Regions from separate parts of the Mus musculus genome. Here region 2 is linked to region 1. A link is a contact called in public Hi-C data. All regions are on one chromosome and are shown on one strand. The core of a region is the stretch at or near the end of the contact, and the rest is flanking DNA. Distances in the headings are between cores, read along the strand shown.

What was found. Hi-C and Micro-C count contacts between places; a contact is called where the count stands out from the background.
Region 2: a contact with region 1 is called in a Hi-C map of the N1E-115 cell line, with 2.1 times the contacts expected there. The contact joins two enhancer-like sites. A contact is called at or near these places in 4 of 484 Hi-C or Micro-C datasets (the N1E-115 cell line, bone marrow-derived macrophages, cerebral cortex and 1 more) and 1 of 115 datasets of contacts at active chromatin or transcription factors (neural progenitor cells).

What each region holds. Positions count from the first base shown.
Region 1 is chr13:97,407,775-97,412,417 of GRCm38.p6, reverse strand. No RefSeq gene overlaps it. Among named protein-coding and RNA genes, the nearest start is that of Lncenc1, 25 kb to the left of the region's middle. Within about 2 kb of position 2,072, at least 18 of the 459 cell types and tissues checked have an H3K27ac peak or open chromatin away from gene starts, as enhancers often do. A contact at or near this core is called in the N1E-115 cell line, where this site is marked.
Region 2 is chr13:97,643,149-97,647,791 of GRCm38.p6, reverse strand. No RefSeq gene overlaps it. Among named protein-coding and RNA genes, the nearest start is that of Gm34087, 23 kb to the right of the region's middle. Within about 2 kb of position 2,476, at least 51 of the 459 cell types and tissues checked have an H3K27ac peak or open chromatin away from gene starts, as enhancers often do. A contact at or near this core is called in the N1E-115 cell line, where this site is marked.

The DNA.
Region 1 (4,643 bases), core at 823-3,322:
AATTCCCTAGCAACTGAGACAGAAAACCCAGTCTCCAAATGTCTGGCTATGTCCAGTGTTGACTCATTGCCAGACGACCCATTTGCCTGACATTTTCAAGAGACTTGGACAGGAAGGTGTCGTGCCATGACCACAGGCCAAGGCAAATCTGAAGACCAGGCCTCACATGACTGCGAGTAGAAAATCGCTAGCTCACTTCTCTGTATCATAAACTGACAAATTCAAATAAGGAGAGGGTTGGCTCAGAGAGGAAACATCAGGAAATGATTATTTAAGATTAAGAGTCTTGTTTCTAGACATATGTGGTAAAATATTGTCTGGATTAATTTTATTTGTTTCCTTTGATGAAGCCAAATTAACTTAAACCAACTGTTAGAAGAACTGCTGGTTATTAACACTACTGTCACATAGTCTAAAATATTCACCCTAGAGGCTTCTTATTTAAAAATTCCAAAGTGCCTTTAATAATTAAAAATCACCTAATGACTGCATTCATTAGGATTACATCCCGGTAGGTTCTAAAACATAAGAGAAATTTTTGAACAGAAAAATTGCTACCCAGTTCCTCTCCTCTCTTCCATTTTCTCAAGGAAGAAGGGAGCATTTCAAAGTCATGGATTCCAACTGGACAGCAAAAAAATTTATGAAAATAGGCTAGGGATGCTCTCAAGGACAGCTTCCATAAGCTCTAGAAAGTAGCATTTCCCCAGAACTACAGAAGCCGAGAGCTGCCATCTCAGGAGAAGGAGCACTAAGACTTTGGCCAGGTTACGTTCCATGGCCATTGCTGATAGCACACTATTTCCGAGTGTGATGTGATCCTGTTTCTGGCTGACATTAGCAGTTAAATCTGTACATGGTGGAAAGACAGCTGCTGTCACTAATGTCAAGGAGTGTCATCTAATTTGTGGAGGCAAATTTGCCTCCATTGTGACATCTACCTTCTCTGCCCCCGACACCAGAACTCTTATTTTTAGGTCTTTGGACTTAAACCAGCAGTGGCACCAGCAGCTCCCTGGTCCTCAAGCATTCAGGCTTGTTCTAGACCTACAACAGCCGCTCCAGGCTTGTTCTAGACCTACAACAGCCGCTCCTTCAGCTCTCCAACCTCCAGACAGCAGAGCCTCGAAGCCTCCACCAGCTAATCCCTCATAAGAAATTTATTATTATACCTTTCTGGTCCCTACTCCTTCTGTGTCTCTAAATTAGTCCAACCTAGCCCTCTAATCCAATGACTTATGTGAGTCACGTTCAGGCAGCAATCACCCTGCTAACACCCTTAACAGGCGGATTGTGTGTGGACACATACACATGCTTTTCATTATATCCTCTTTCGTACCCTCATTTCCCTTATAAAAACTCTTGGCCCCCAAGTCACATTGGACAACGTGTGCACATAACAGCTGTCAATCACACACAGAGGGATTAGCTGGTGTGCGCAATATGTTGCAATAGCATGTCATCTGGAAACAAGGTACCACTTAAGAAGTAAAGGACCCTGCTTGGGCAAAGGGAATCTTTTTACCTCTCAGTAGCTTTGTGACCCCGGCTGGAATTCACCACTCCTAGCCTCTGTTTTCTCATCTATAAACAAGCAGATGCAGCACACAAGCTCGGTAAGTTCCCCTGCAGCCTTAACAGTCAAGCTCTATACAAGTACAAATGACTTCATAACCACCACCAACAAAAACTAAGCATGTGTGCCCCAGCCGGAGGGTTAGCAGAATCTGTGGCCGACTGTAGCCAAACTTAGACTTTAATGTGGGGTTCCTTTTACAGTTGGTTTTGGAATATAATCAAAACCCAAAAGGAAGTGAGATTCCAATCCCTAAGTAGGTCCAGCCATCATTTTTTTTTTAAAGTACAAAAGATAAATTTGCAAGCCTCAAGGGTAGAGGGAGATATGATGGCTGTACCAGCAAAAAGGCTACATGGGACTGGTTAAAGAGGCAAAACCCTAATGCCAGGCTCTGAGATGCCAGCCAATTACACAGCCAGACCTCCGGGGGACATCCAGACCAAGCTCCAGCTTCCTCGTGGACACTAGTGGCTGCCATGCTACATAGAGCCATTCAGAGCCAGGGCACACAGGCCCTGGGCTACGCAGCCTCTGCCTTATGCTATAAAAAGCAAGCTGGCCCCAGACCAACCAGAAGCATCAGCATTTATCAGAGCATTGATGGGCTTTCAGACGCAGAAAAGTCTTGTTCTCTGAATGGGGGCCAGGAGGATCAGGTCTTTAAACAATATGGCACAGCTTGAGGACCTGCCTGGGGTGTCTGGGAGTTAAAATAATCAAAACCAATGGTAATAATGCGCCCAGGAAGCAGCTCTACAATGCAGATCCCCCACTCAGTAGTTAGCCCACTAATGACATTAGCTGGTATGAAATACAAATAGGAGAAAAACAATCTAAGCCAATTATACTGATTATGCCGCTGACATCAAAAGGTACAGCAGATGAAGCTGAATTTCCATATATTAATATTTAAGCCAGTATCCACTGCAAAGTAACACACATAATGAAGGCCCACTAGATTTCAGTACACACTGCTAAAAATCTCTAATCAAGCAAAAAAAAACAATTTTCTAAATGATAATTAGCAGTAATCATGTTCTTTAAGTGCAGAGTATTATAAAGTACAAACTGATTTTTTTTTTTAATGTGAATAGCAAAATTCCTTGTACTGGCAGTAGCATGACAGATGTAAGGGCAGAGGCTCCCAGCTCTGATTTAAGTGCCTCTCCAGTCACGAGAACAGTTGCATCTGTGATTGGGATGATCAAAAAGTGCATTGCCGATTATCAAAGACAGTCTTGACTAGGTGGAGTGCTCTACTTGAGGCAGAGGAGGGAGGAGTCAAGAGAAGGAGGAGGCAATAGAAGTAGAAGGAGGGCTTAACCCCTTACTTCCTAAGGTATTTTGCTGAAACAAAGTACAGGTCTAGCCAAGCCTTGAGCTGGCGTTGTTTTTTATCGCTCGGTGGGTATAGCAGCTGTGCAAATGCCGTCCACATGGGGCAAGACGAAATTCCTGCCAAGTGAGCGAGGAGAAATGTGAGCTCCATTTGCTTTACTGCCCATGCTCCTGTGAGGAGTTGCATAAAGGGAGAAAGTAGCTAATTAAAGCAACAATATAGACCCCACTCCGGGCGAGTATGCACCCATTCACATGATGTTTGAGACTCCTGGTACTGAGATACTGGGTAAGAACAAAGCCAGGCGTGTACACGCCACGAAATCACGGACGCCACTGTAATTGTCTTGTGCTGTCCACAGATGTGCTCATCAGCTGTTCCCCCATCGTGACCAACGCCTTGGTGATCAGCTTCCGAAGAGAAGAGGCCTCTTTTGGCTCTCAGTTTCTGAGGTTTCAGCCCGAGAGCCACTTGGAGATATGGCTTTTAAGCCTTGGTAATGAGGCAGCATGTGGGAGAGTGGAACAAAAGAGCTTCAACGTCCAGAAGGAGAGAGGACGAGGCAGGAGCTCTACCAAGGCCTCTGAGGACCAATGACCTGAAGCGCTCCTGCTAGGCTCCGCCTCCTAAGGTTCTATCACCTCCCAGTAGTCCCATGCTGCCCTCAGACAAAGCATGGACCTTTGAGGACATTTCAGACCTAAATGCTGTCAGCACAGAGCTCATTATGTCTTTTAATTCTTTGAAATGTGAAGAAAAAAATGCTTCTACTGTCTGGGAGGAAGGATGGTACAGAATAAGTGAGTGACGTTCTTAGAATCCTGTGGCCAACCCCAAAGTGGATATACAAGAGCAAAGTGATTCCTGTCGCAGTGATGGTGTGACATTTCAGATAAGCTAGAAGTGGCACGCAGCCAAGGCTTGAGCGCCCTGGCAGAGAAGCAGTTCCTGTGTAATTCTCAGTGTTTCGATCTGAATTATCATCACACCAGCAAAGTGCCCTTAATAACCTGTGAGAATACAGCTGTGTCTCATGGTTGGTTGCACCATCACCACCAACGTCCTTTTAAAAACTCGAAATTCAATTAATCTAAAAGCTTTAGATACGATAAGGTTTGGATTCATTCATACAATACCAAGCATCGAATCGACTCTTTGTCCTTCAGCAGTCCTGGGAATCTGGCAGAAATCTTAAGAAAAACCCTAGTGCCTAAAACCTGCAAGACTAGAAACTCACCATCACTAAATCTAAAGTACGTAGCTACAAATGGGTCAAATGTATGTTCTATGTATTTTATCACAATAAAACATGGAGACATAATTTGCAAAAAGTTATACTTCAGGCTGAAAATGTTAATGATAGTAATAACAGTAGTTAAAAGAAGTAACTACAACATAGAATGTAGAAAGTGTTTCAGAGTTTTATCAATTTTTTTAATATTGTTTACTTTGGGGGGGGGCACACAAGTGCCATGGTGCAGACGTGGAGGTCAGAGGACAACTTGCAATAATCCATTCTCTACTTCCACCATAAGGGACAAAAATCGAACTCTGGTTGCTAGGTTTGGCAGCAAACACAGCCAGCATCTTTACCCTCACTGGCCCACAATGCACCTTTACCCTGATTGGCCCACAAAAGGGAATTTCAAATAGCATTTTGCTCTTGGATTTTCTTTCCCTTTATTTTCTTTTCTAAATGAGCCAATAAAGCCAGTTGTTGATGGC
Region 2 (4,643 bases), core at 1,227-3,726, 230 kb before region 1:
AGGGCATGGAGCGAGAGTATGCATGGGAGTTAACAATGGGTCATAGAGTCCCTCAGGCTAGAGCAAAGCTCAACTCAGCCAGCTTTGAAGAGCTTAACCGCAATTATCATCCTCACCAGCCAATGCACAAGAGGAAATGGAAACTCGGGAATTTAAAGGCAAGACCTTTTTTTAAGGTGTGGAAGGAATGTGGTTTGGAGCATGAGGCAAGGAACTGCGGCAGAACAGAAGACCTCAGGAGATGGAAGTGGGCTTTACCCTCAGAGATCAGGGAAGCAAACCCTTGTCATGGTCCCTGGGGCTGTGTACTGGTTCTGACCCTGACCAAAACCTCACAGAGTTGGGATCCAGGAACAGGTCAGCTTTAGTACAGGAAGGACCTCTGCCTTCATCCCCCTGAAGAGAATCTTCTAGAAGGAATAGCATCACCAAATGTTTTCTTTCTTTAATGAACTGATCTTCTGTGGGGATGTTTTCCCCATTTCAAGCCCCTCTGCACTGTGTGGTGCCCTTACAGCTGGCGGTCCCTTCAGTGTCCTCTCCTGTACCTACTGCCCAGTCAATGGCAGCCTCCTCCCCACACTTTTGATCTACAGGGAGACCATTGCCCCTGAATATCTATTTCCCCCACAACTCACGTATAGGAAATATCCTTAATGTGCAGCTATCAGAAGAGGTAGGACCGTTGGTAAGCAGTTAAACCATGAGAGGAAACAAGACAAACAACAACAACAGCAACAGAGAGAGAGAGAGAGAGAGAGAGAGAGAGAGAGAGAGAGAGAGAGAGAGAGAGACAGACAGACAGACAGACAGACAGAGACAGACAGAGAGAGAGACACAGAGAGAGACAGAGAGACAGAGAGACTGTGTGGTTGGACACTCAAGCTATCCACTGAAGGGCTATTGTGGCAGGAACCAATCACCTTCCCTGTTTTTGTCTGGATTATCCAATTCCCTGCAATAACTCAGACCAGTCAGTTCAGAGGGAGGAAGGGAAGTTGCCACTCAAACATAACAACCATAGTTCACCAAGTAGATTTGGACACCATCTCTGGATCCCCTCCCAACCCTGGGTGGGGGTCTATCTCATTGAGTACTTTGCTGCCTATGTGTGTGCTCATGTAGTTATGCATGGCATGGTTTACCATCCCACACGTGTGCATGTGGCATATATGTTTATGCTTTCTATAAAACTTGGCTGAGAGCTGAAATTTTGCTCTTCTTACTTTTTTATTCATCACAACAGAATGAATAATATGAAGCCCCACGGGTGGAATCAGGGTCCCATGGATGGGAACAGGGTCCTCATAAGTAGAGGAAGCAAGGAAGCAAGGAAGTGACATATTGTCCCCTCCTCCTCCCTACCACCCTCTTCTCTGTCTTTTCTACATTTGAGCACCAGAATAAGGCAGCTAACTGCCTTCAAGCCAGGAAGGAGTTCTCATCAGAACCCAGCCAGTCCATTTTAGCAACTCAGGCTGCAGAAAACACAGGTCAAAACGGCTTTGCATATGACAGCTTCTGTACTCAGTCTGTGTTTCCAACCCCTTCAGGCTGTCTGTCCTTCAATTCCCCTGAAACGCTGGCCTCTTATCACTCTGTTCCCTGTGCGTGCACAGCCGTGACGCAGAAGACCTGCTTATTATCCGTGTCTGTAGGAGCAAGAGCTAGCTGAGGGTTAAGGTCACTCTGCAGACCGATGACAGTAGTTCTTGGGAGAAGTTTCCCAGTCACATACTCAGAATTGTTGGAGGTGTAAACCATTCACATTCTTGCCCTCCCGTCCCCTCTAAAGGAAGTAGAGGAGAATGAGAGAAACATTGATTCAAATCTGGGGCATTCGTTCCAGAGGGTAGAGTGGACTTGCTTCTCTTTCCAGTTTAGAAATTAGCTAGTTGGCCTCTGACTGCTCCCTACCCACTCAGCTTCTCAAAAGCTTGTTTTCTCCTGAGAGGCGGCATGTTGGCTCAGGGTGGTTCTCCTCACACTACTGCACACACACGCCCCCCCCCCTTCTCTGCTTGCTGCCAAGCCCATGGCATGTTGCCCAGCTGCTGGGCAAGCCAGGTTGCCCAAGAATTCTTCAGATATGTCTTTAAATTCATTATCCGAAGGTGCAGAAATGGTCATTTGAAGTCACTATCCTATTTCTCAGAGAGATTATGTGTGAGAGCAGGGCGGGGTGGGAGGTGGGGGAGAACGTACCCATTTGACAGAGATGGTATTTCAGGGGTGTCCTCTTTCAAAGGGTTCTCTCTTTATCTCCACTATCAAATTATTCACAGATCTCTAAAAGCAGGGCAGCTATTGTGATGAAAACCCACATGCAGAGTGTAAATGTCCGAGACCTGTTTGTTATTTGAAAAAAAAAAAAAAAGCTGTTAGCCGATGAGATCGGGTGAGTCCCTGGCCTTCTTCAGGCGGTGAACTCAAAGGTTGTTCTTGAAGCTTTGCCCCTCCCTCTTCCTTATTCGGGTTACAGAGGCTGCCAAGCAGGAAACACGTGCCTGGGTGAGCTGAACATGGGAACTGAGGCCCTTCCAGCACCAGCTCCAGTGTGACACTTTAGTATCCGACTGGCTGGTGGTATCTTGGGCTAACAGACTTACTCCTTGCCCCCTTCCCAAGCATAAAAATGCATTGCATATTCAGTCTTCCCATCGTATAGTAGGACTTCTACTCCTGTGAACTGCATTTCATAAGACACTTAGATCTACACTGGGGAAGGTGAACATAATGCAAGGTCTTCATGGGCCCACCACCTATCCATCATCAATCAAGAAACCGCACCACAGGCTTGCCTGCAGGCCAGTGCCGTGGGGTCATTTTCCGGATTGAGGTTCCCTCTTGTAAAATGACTCTAGCTTGTGTCAAGTTGACATAGAATTAGCCAATGCAATGAATAATTGTGAATTCTGGTCGTCACACTCCTGTGAGTCATTCTGGAGTGGGGAAGTTTTGGAGTGCCACCATTGACAAGAAAAGATGGTGTCTAGATCAGACAAGGACTCAAAGTTGAGTAGACCAGCAAAAGTGTTGGTGAGTGAAGCACGGGTGTCAGAAACAATTGAGGATATTTAGCCTTAAACACAATCACAGCTTAGAGGAATTTATTCTAATTTATGCACCCTGACTCCAGAATCCACAATTATTCACTGTGCTGGCTAATTCAATGTCAACTTGACACAAGTTAAGAGTCATTTTGCAAGAGGGAACTTCAGTCCAGAAAATGACCCTACCACATTGGCCTGTTAGCAAGCCTGTGGTGCATTTTCTTGATTGATAATTGATATGGGAGGGCCCAGCTCACTGTGAGCAGTGCCATTCCTGGACTGGTGATCCCGGGCACTATAAGAAAGCAGGCTAAGCAAGCCACACAGAGCAAGCAAGTTAGCAGCACTCTTCCAAGCCCCCTGCTTCAGTTCCTGCCTCCGAGTTCCTTCTTCAACTTCCTTAGATGGTAAACTACTAACTGTAAGATTAAATAAACCCTTTCCTTCCCAAGTTGCCTTTGGTCATGGTAGTTGTCATAACAACAGAAACTTAAGGACCATAACCAGATACTCAGTCATATGCACAGAATCAAACCAAATGTTCACAAGACCACCAAGGTCCCTTCCAAAGGTCCCGGGCATGATGAATGACACGAGATTCAGTTTTCATTCTTATAAAATATGTCTGCCTTCCTCTGACCCATATTGCTTCTGTTCTTATAGGATCCACTCTCCTCTGATGGGTCATCTTCTAGTGTGGACTCTCCAAGTCCTGTCGATGAGTCAGGATCCAAGCCTCACAAGAGTAATATCAATCAACAACAGCGGGACTCTGAGTAGATGTGTGTACGAGTAGAACACTATTGAATTGATCCACGAAATGTGAGGATAAGGAGCAGGGAGCCTCCATGTGGCCATGTATATGGGTACATCTAATCTATATCCAAACTACAACCACATCTGGTGTATAATTAAGGCTAGTATTTACCTACAGCTTTATATTTTAAAACTCATTTAGGTGATTCATATGCTTAGGGCTGAAAGGTCCATCTAGAATTGTGGGTAGCAGGGATCATAACACTTCCTCCTGTTCCTGAACCCAGACCTGGTGCTCAATGGGTCTTCATCCCATGTGTAATACAGAAGTAATTATATCACACATGTAGCCCTAGGAAGCCTCTCCTAGGACCCAGGGTTCTATCTTTGCATTGCCCAATTGACACATCAGGACTTGATGACATTCAGGGTTCTGGGAAGGAGACAAACCTGGAGATCCCTCTCCAGCTTCCTAGACATGGTACTTTGAGTGTTCAGTGTTCACACTTGCTATGGGATAGGCTCGGTCCAGTAGAGCAAGCAGCCGTTGTTTCCAGGTGGGATTCCTAGAATGGAAGTGCCCTAGGAATTAGAAGCATTGCACAGAGTTTGAACTCTGTCCTGGGGAGATTACCATAGGATTATTCTCCTATTGTTACATCTAGTAAGTGTAAAATACAAGTAGAGTTGAAGAGAGAATAATCTGGAACTCTATACAGAGGCTTCCTATCAGAGGAACAGCGATGAAGTTGATAAAGCAAGGCAGAATAGGAAAAAGGAGGAAGCTGAGAGCATCCAGAGGCCAGAGGGGGTGGGGGGCTTTTAAAGCCTCAT